Linked DNA regions of Pan troglodytes: all the other regions are linked to region 1. A link is a contact called in public Hi-C and HiChIP or PLAC-seq data. All regions are on one chromosome and are shown on one strand. Each heading gives the region's core, a stretch centred on a gene start, on an enhancer-like site or on the middle of the called end of the contact. The rest is flanking DNA. Distances are from core to core; before and after follow the strand shown.

Evidence for each region. Hi-C and Micro-C count contacts between places; a contact is called where the count stands out from the background. HiChIP or PLAC-seq counts read pairs in DNA pulled down with a chosen protein or histone mark.
Region 2: an H3K4me3 HiChIP or PLAC-seq map of stem cell-derived excitatory neurons shows a contact between it and region 1, with 7 times the contacts expected there. The contact joins the promoter of STAG1 here to the promoter of MSL2 in region 1. A contact is called at or near these places in 1 of 7 Hi-C or Micro-C datasets (stem cell-derived neural progenitor cells) and 1 of 1 datasets of contacts at active chromatin or transcription factors (stem cell-derived excitatory neurons).
Region 3: a Hi-C map of stem cell-derived neural progenitor cells shows a contact between it and region 1, with 2.9 times the contacts expected there. The contact joins the enhancer-like site here to the promoter of MSL2 in region 1. A contact is called at or near these places in 1 of 7 Hi-C or Micro-C datasets (stem cell-derived neural progenitor cells) and 1 of 1 datasets of contacts at active chromatin or transcription factors (stem cell-derived excitatory neurons).

The regions. Positions count from the first base shown.
Region 1 is chr2:139,435,561-139,438,409 of NHGRI_mPanTro3-v2.0_pri, forward strand. MSL2 (MSL complex subunit 2) reads right to left here and starts at 1,581. Exons shown (of 2, transcript XM_063806247.1): 1 at 1,190-1,581.
Region 2 is chr2:139,982,589-139,985,377 of NHGRI_mPanTro3-v2.0_pri, forward strand. STAG1 (STAG1 cohesin complex component) reads right to left here and starts at 1,262. Exons shown (of 33, transcript XM_016942001.4): 1 at 863-1,262.
Region 3 is chr2:140,235,148-140,238,142 of NHGRI_mPanTro3-v2.0_pri, forward strand. No RefSeq gene overlaps it. Among named protein-coding and RNA genes, the nearest start is that of IL20RB, 50 kb to the left of the region's middle. Within about 2 kb of position 1,599, at least 9 of the 24 cell types and tissues checked have an H3K27ac peak or open chromatin away from gene starts, as enhancers often do. A contact at or near this core is called in stem cell-derived neural progenitor cells, where this site is marked.

The sequences.
Region 1 (2,849 bases), core at 331-2,830:
ACGGCCGCCGCCGCCCTCAGCACTCCCCGGCCGCGGAAGGCAAGCGCTCACACCGCCAGGCCCCGCCGCCGCCCAGCGCACACAGCAAGGCCCCGCCGCAGGCCCCTCCCCCGTGCCTCGCCGCCCTCACCCCGACTCCACGCGCCACTCCAGCTCGGTAGGGCCCGGGCTGCTGCGGCCTTAATGGATCCCGCGGGCTGTGTGGCGCCTCAGGCCTCTGCTGGCGGCGACGACGACCGTTACCCCAACGGGCAAAGCCACTGTCATCCCCGAGACTCCCCCGCCGCCGTCGTCGCTAGCGCTCGCACGCATGCGCAGAGCACACTCTCACCCCTCCCCCCTTTCCTCTCCCTTCGCTTCCCTTTTCCCTTGCTTCTCCTCTAACAACCCCCTCCACAGCCTCCCAGAGCTACCGGCTCACTCCACGCATGCGCAAGCTGCTACCTAGCTCCGCCGCCTTTCGCCCTTCCGCGTGCGCTTTGACCGCCCACCCAGAAAACCGGATAAACACATCAGCCCGCTCGCGCCAGTCCCTCACCGCTGCCAACCCACCCTGGGCTCACTGCGCATGCCTGGCTCTCCACTTCGACTCTCAGAATGGAGCATGCTCTCTGCGAGCCGACAGCTCTCTTCGCCCCTCCCCCACGTGCTCTCAAATTCCCTCTCCCAGGCATGTGGGCTGTGGTGAAACATTCGTTAGCTGGAACATCCTTCCCCAGTGTGGGCTGCAGGCTTCCCGCATTACACTGCTTCTGTGCCCGCCAACGCCGGGGCCCGACTTGGTAGCGCCATGTGGCGCTCTGCACTGGCCTGAACGCGGCCTCTCGTCCTGACTGACCGCGGTGTGAGGAAATAGCCGCGCCAGGCCCTAAGCCCCGCCCTCGCGGCCTTTCTCCTGGAACCGCTCATCCCGACCGCGGAAAGGGCGCAGCCTCGGCTGGCTGGCAGGCTCTCGCCGAGCCGGGAAGGCTGCAGTAGTCAACGTGGCTGCGCGCCCAGCAGGCGTGCGGACGGCTTTTGCCGGGTCGGGGCCGCGTTCCGCACCTCTCTGCGGTGGTTCGCAGTCAGAGGTCTCTAAGGCCCTGGCAGGCTGTGTGTAAGCGTGGAGGCTCGAACCCACCGCCCCCTCCTACCCGTCGGACCCGCGCTGTTCCCACGGCCTCTGGCCCTTGGACTCGAGCGGCCTCACCTTCATGGGCGCCGAGCTTCAGGACTTCACCGAGCTCTCACCGGAACAGAGTCCTGTTTTAAAAACAAAACGAACTCCTTTTTTTTTTTTTTTTTGAAAGACCTAGCTTTTTTAAAAGACCTAGCTCTTCTGTGTGAACAGATGTCTTGAAGAATGCATGATCTTGCTCTAGAACCAACCCAAATCCTTGCAAATGTTTTGTTTTTTAAAACAAGCTTTTGCCTTTTGTTTTTGCAGGAGATCAAGGGCACTGGGATATAAATGAACAAAAGCCTGACTTAGTAGATGACTTCCCTCCCATCTCAAAGTACAAAACCTTTTTTTGAGTAGCACAAATAGTAACAGGCCATAGGAAGCATTTCTTATCTCTGTACACACCAAAGCTCCTCAGCATAATTTTTCATGCACAGTAGGTACTCTATACGTTTGCAAAGTGAAAATTATGATGCGTGTAAATCTATTGTGGCACATGCTACCTATGTACACAGGCACGTATATGGCACATGTAAATGTGGTACGTGTTAGTTACAAGCTGCCACTTGAGGTGAGTAGGAATAGTTAAGATATCAAGGGAACACATACAATCTCGATTTATAATTTCTATTACCATTTGGAAACAGGTTTTTTTTTTCACAAGACCTACCATATTATCAACACTTAAATATTAAGCAGTAAGAATCTAACTTCCTAATTTTGATTAGCTGTGCAAACTGTATTTGGTTGTCTTATACGTGGAAAATGACAAATATTCTAAAAGCCACTCTCATTTTTAAAAGCTTTTTTTTTTTTTTTTTTTTTGCATAAGAGATCTTTTCTAAGCTCTCCTTCAAATAAAATTGTTACACGGTTCTATTTTTACTCCAGACTCTAAGGTCTTCTCCCACAACACAGAGGTTGTTCTCCCCAAAAGGAGCAACACAGAGAGTAAAATAATCAGCACTGTTTTCCGTTAAGACAATAAATTAGCAGTCACCCTAAGCAAGTGATTACTTGCAGGGCATTAACCTTGCTAATTTTCTCATAACTGGATTTTTACAAATGTCTTCAGATGTGTACACCCCAAATTAAGATTAATTCTGTTGATCATTCGTGTGCATGGACGTGAGTGAGAGAGAAAACGTGTGTTAAGCCAGTTCTTTTTTAGCTTCTGAAATTGGTTGCAACTGGTAATAAGAGTATTGTACTTAGAGGCAAAGAATCTTGAGGTATATTCTCTTCTAATATTTATTGGCTTGCTTGAGCCTTGCCTAAAAGGGAAACAAATGAATTGTTTACAGAAAATGAAGTGCTTCAGCAAAGAAACTATCAACAGGGTAAACAGACAACCTACAGAATAGGAGAAAATGTCTGCAAATTATGCATCCAACAAAGGTCCAACATTCAGAATCTATAAGGAACTTAAAAAAATCAACAAGCAAAAAACAACCCCATTAAAAAATGGGCAATGGACATGAACAGACACTTCTCAAAAGAAGACATAGGCCAGGTGCGGTGGCTTATGCCTGTAATCCCAACACTTTGGGAGGCCTAGGCAGGCAGATCACCTGAGGTCAAGAGGGTGAGACCAACCTGATCAACATGGTGAAACCGCATGTCTACTAAAAATACAAAAAAATTAGCCAGAAGTGGTGGCAGGTGCCTGTAATCCCAGCTACTCCAG
Region 2 (2,789 bases), core at 12-2,511, 550 kb after region 1:
AGTACCCATACCATACAAGAAGCACCCAGTTCGGACCCTGCAAACGAGGCTCAGGTCCAACTCCAAGCACTCTAGTTTCCCACCCCGCCCCCACCTCGAGAAAGGAGGGAAAACAACTTTTATTGGCCTCGTCTCTCAGGGGACTGGCAAACTAGCGGGGCAGTGCTTAGGCCTGGACACGTTTCACAAGGAGGCCCCCGTCGGGGGCTGAGAGGGCAGATAGCTGGAAAGCCCAGCATTGATGCCCCATCTCCCCCAGCCGCCACCCCCCTGCCCCACCCCGCCAACAAGAAGCCTGGGCCAGCCGCCCCGCCGAGCGACCCCCCAGGCCCCTCCGCTGAAATGAACTCGTTGTCATGTGACGCCGCCGCCGCTAAAACACCGCAGAAACGCAGGTCGGCGGGCGGCGGAAGGCATTCGCGCCAGCCCGCGTCGGCCCGGCCCCGCTGGGCGCGGGCGACTCCCGAGAGCCCGGGCGGGGGGGGCGGAGGGCGGGCTTGGCGGCGGGCCCGAGCGCGCCACAAAGGCTTCCGCGCCTGTCGCCGTAGTGCCCGGGCGGGCGGGGGCAAAATTTTTGGTGCCCGCGGGAGGGGTGGCAAGCGACGAAGACGCTGGGGTGCCCACCGCGCCCACAGACGTCTCTCCGGGCACTCGGACGGCCCACGACCGCCGCACCCCGCACAGGCCCGCGCGGCCTCCCTCCCCCGCACGGGGCCCGCGCCCGGCCCGCCCGCTCGCCGCTCGCGCTCTCTCGCTCTCGCCCGGCCTCCATCTTGGATCGGCGCTTCCAGCCCCCGCGCCGCTGCCGCCGCATTCCCCCTCTTTCCCGCCCCCCGCCGCCGTCGCCGCCGCCCGCACTCACCTCAGCTGCCCATCCGGGCGCCGCCGACCATCGACCTAGTTTCCCCCCAAAAGTCTCCGGTGTGTTATTCCCGATGTGGGGGGGTTGTTACGGGGTGGTCGCCGGGGGTTCGGGAGCGGGGGCCGCGCCTTCAACGGAGCTGCAATCCTAACCCGCCATCTGGTGGCATTTTCCACACGCCAATGGCGCCGCTGCAGACTTGGGTCCGGACCGCCCTCTGCTGGCCGCGGTGCTCACTGCCTTGCTGACGGGACGGGCCTGCCCGGAAAGGGGAGGGAGCTGAGGCGCGAGCTAGGGGCCGCGGCAGGGGCGCGCGCAAACGCTTTCCAGTGGGGATTGCGCGCACGCGCACCAGCGGGGCGGGAAACGTGGCCGCTGCGTGGCGGCCCCGCCCCCACACGGAGCGCTCGCGCAGTTCAGCCAATCGCGAGCGGCGTAGGCTTCTGGATAAGGGCGCTGTGGACGGTTCTTGGGCCGCCCGAGGCTGGCGGAAGGACGGCCACGGTGGCGCCTGCGCGTCCGGCTCGCCGAGTTGCCGCCCGCCATTTTTGGAGCTTCTTGGAGAGCTAGGCAGGAACCCGCTCCGGGTTCCTTCACCGAGGCTCCTCCCTAGGTCTCAGGGCCGGCGCTTTCCTCTGTTCCCGCCCGGCTCCTGCTGCCCCCATCCGCAACTCTCGAGACGCCCTGCGGAAACCCGAGGGTGAGGCCGCGCAGATCCCTGCTCCCACTTGGATTTAGCAAGGGCCTCAGAGCTTAGCATTGTATTCGCGATTTACGGTTGACAAGCGCTTTCACCAGGCAAGAGTGAAAAGGTTTCAAAGGGACTATTGGGGACTTCCCTCGCCATTAATCTAGACGAAACACCGCCGGCCCTAGGCCGATTGGCGTCATCCTGCCTCTGTAAAGCACATCTTTCCGTGGTGTCGGCTTTGCATAAGGCGGCAGCATTGGCTAGTTTGTGAGAAGAGAATATAACTAGACTGAGAAGATAGACTCAGCTGTGAAATTGGATTTCTCCCTCCACAACCTAGGACTACTTTCAGTAGCTCTGAAATACACATGAGAATCTTAGCCTTCTAGATGCCAAAAGAGAAATAATCAGTAAGGTGAAATCATTAACAAACTATTTATGTTGAACGTCGCCTCTTCCCTGATCTCCACCTGCCCGTCCGTGGCCATGGATCCCTACCTTTCACCTGCTTACAACTTTTCACCACAAAAGTGAATCCTTACTCTCCTGGATCATTAGCCCCGATATGACTAACTTCTCTATCGCTATAGCCAAGTCTATTTCAGTATGGAATCGCTCAACTACTTTATAGTCTTAAGGGCCTGTCTCCAGTAGGTTACCCCTATTTGTGTTTTCTCTCTCAAGGATTTGCAAGATGTGTGGCTTTTCGCTGGAGAAAGTCATAACTGACCAGATTGGATATGAATTCGTGACTGGACTCCTACTTATAATTTTCTTGCGCTTTCTTCTAATCTCTGGCTGATCTCCTATTTTCCACAAAGACTGTTTCAAGCTTTCCATGTTGTTAAAGATGCCAGTCCCAGTCCATACTAATAGATAAATTCATCCAGTTTCCTGGGCTCAGAGCTATGGGACTCCAATTCCGGTTTGACCTTCCCTCCATTATAAAATATCTGTGACCACCTCCTGTTCGTGATCCCAAAACTTCTAACCAAATTAACCCAGAACCCTTCTCTCCAAAGCCACTCCCTCTGCCTGACACTATGCCATCCCTTCCCACCTTCTCCTTCCACCACTACTTTCCTAGCGCCTTATAATGTAAATATGTTCTTATCCACTGTCTTCTTCCTTTCTGTTTCTCAGAAGTTTCTGTTGTCTTGGCTGGGTGCGGTGGCTCACACCTGTAATCCCAGCACGTTGTGAGGCAGAGGCGGGCGGATAACATGAGGTCAGGAG
Region 3 (2,995 bases), core at 349-2,848, 800 kb after region 1:
CAAAGTATTATTATTCAGTGAATTATTTAGTATAATGGGAGTTTGTAAGTCACGGTAAAATGAAAAAGTAGAGCAGAAAACGGGGGCTGGGGGCAGGTTGCAGCCTCTTCAAAATGAAAGTGGATGGAAACAATGGACCCAGAACTACCTGTCAGATAAGTCCCTGCATAGCCACATGGTGTGAGATATTATGAGAGATTCTAGAACAAAGTAATTTGGCAACAAATCCGTAGGTGTATGTAGTCTAAAACAAAAACTTTATTGAGTATTTATACCTTTGTATTGATAGTGTATTTTTTGCAACTATTATCAGATAAAGCAAGTAAATAATATATATTTTGTATATTTTGATAAGAATCTAGATTTTAGGATTAGTGACAAGGAAGGCTAATTGTAGGATCCCAAATTTGACTAAGAACAGGGCACTGTTGGAACTGAATCAAACATATTAATATGAAGTCATGTCTTTATGAAACATGACATTAAAAATATTTTGACTTTTTTCCACTGAAATGGCCCAGGAGAAACGTCACCTCCACAATGCATCTTAATGCTAAGATTTTGGTTTCTAGTGTTAGTTTTCTCCCAAAGGAGCCAAAGTTTCTTGGAGCAGTAATGGATGCCGTGTCAGTTTGGAGTTGAAAGGTACAAGGTAATCTTAAAACACCTATACCTTTTTGAGACAGAAACCAAAGCATTAAATAAGGGTCATTCAAAATTACACAAGGAACAATCTATACAGGGCTCCTCCTGGCCAAAGTTGGGACAATATAAGCACCAGAAGGAGAATATTGGCTGGCACAATTGATACCATATATTTGAAAAGTCATCAGTCCATGACACCCAAGAAGAGTGAAGCTACCATAATGCATTCTCAGAGAAGATGAATCTAATAGAATGCATTTCTACTTGTTATTCAATCGTGTTGGGCTTATCGACTCGTTTATTGTGTCAATGAGGAATACCAGTAAATGTAAATCCATCAGTCAGAAGGCATTTTTTCTCCTCTAAAGGCTCCTCTCCGCCCCTTAACGTCCAGTCTTTCCCCACTTGGCTCTCCCTGTCCTGTCAAGGGGTTCGGTGGAAAAGTCTTTTAAGTTCCCTTCACAGAAGAATTGTAGACTCTGCCGGTCTAGTCTCTGGGCCAACCCTCCCCGTCTCTTTAGTAAAGATGTTTTTTATTATTTTCCTTGTGCCGTATATTATCCTTAGGCTAGAGTAATTTTCCGGGCCTGCAGACCTCTTGGTTTCCTTTCAATCTAGAGGACTTGATCCCATGGCCAGCTTCGGAGCTCACCAGGAGGCGAAGACCCATTACATCCACGGGCGTCTGGCGCCACCTTGTGGTCAGTGCTGAAAATGTTTTCTGTTCCCACTCGTAATGAAACTCCCTGGGCTTCCTGGATGAAGAAAGGAAAGCTCAGGTCGGTTTCCTAGAATAATAACTCAGTTACACAGTTTCCACGGGCTTGGTCCTTAACAAACCTCCACTGTCACTGGTGGAGTTAGAATTTAGCAGCCACCTTCTCCTCGCTCTGTGTCTGTATCTGTCCCGAGCTCATGGTTTGGGGCTTCACGCTGTACCCACGGCTCTCGCTCTTTTCTGGGACCTTGGCCTCTCGCACTCTCCTGTCTGTTGATCTTTCCACCATGCTGCCATTCCCTACCTCTCGGAAATAGACTTTTTTTGGATGTCTTTTTTGTTTTCCTTCTGTGTGACCTATTTGTAGGATCCCTTTACTAGACTGACTTTCCAGGAGTGTTCCTCAGCCCCCGCACAGATCAGTAGGGAGGAGCCTGCCTGCTGCTTGCTCATGCTAAACCAGCGTGCTGCCCAGCCTGTGAAGTTTGGAACTGGAACACTAGAGTTGGCCCCAAATTACAGCTTTCTCTTCTGGCTCCTGGGACTCCCAGTTTCTTCAGCAACAACAACAAAACCTGGAAAAACGTATCCTTGCCAGAGGTGGGAGAATGAGGGTCACAAAAGGAAAACACGGACCTTTCTTGTCTCCCCCGGTGAGAGGTTGCAAGATCAGGTTGTAAAACCCCATTAAGGAGGACCTTAGAGGAAGAACTGAGCAAGGAGCCTTCTCAGGTGCCTGCAAACATCTCCAAGAGCAAAAGTATAAATCCTCATATTGTGGAGGAGGTACATGTTCCTGGTTCCTTCACTGGACCTCATTGAGAAAATTAAACAAACAACAACAACAACAACTACGTTAAAAAACAACCCCCAAAAACAAAAAAACAAAAACAAAAATACCCTGGTGGCCGGGCGCGGTGGCTCACGCCTGTAATTCCAGCACTTTGGGAGGCCGAGGCGGGTGGATCACCTTAGATCAGGAGTTCGAGACCAGCCTGACTAACATGGTGAAACCCCGTCTCTACTAAAAATACAAAAATCAGCCGGATGTAGTGGCAGGCGCCTGTAATCCCAGCTACTCGGGAGACTGAGGCAGGAGAATCCCTTGAACCCGGGAGGCAGAGGTTGCAGTGAGCTGAGATCCCGCCATTGCACTCCAGCCTGGTCAACAGAGTGAGACTCCGTCTCAAACAAACAAACAAACAAAAAAACCATCCTGGCGTTTGGAGAAATGAGTGCCTGAACAAACCTCAGTAACTTCTAAATTTTGCCTCTGTACTTAAAACCGCTCCTCTAGGAAGTGGCCACATGCCTCCAAATTTCCTGGAGATGCCAGCCAGTCTTCTATGAAATTGCCTCAGTATAAGATTAGGCCTACAAAACATCATCTTGAGTTTCTGGCCCTAGGAGATCACTGCCCAGAAAGTAGGCCCCTCTGATGTCATCCCACCTGCATCAATCACGAGGACAAGCTTTCCCAGGTGAAATCATTTCATTGACATTAACTGCTCACTGTCTCACTTGAACTTTTTTTTTTTTTTTTTTTTTTGAGATGGAGTCTTGCTCTGTTAACCAGGCTGGAGTGCAGTGGTGCTATCTTGGCTCACTGCAACCTCCGCTTCCCGGCTTCAA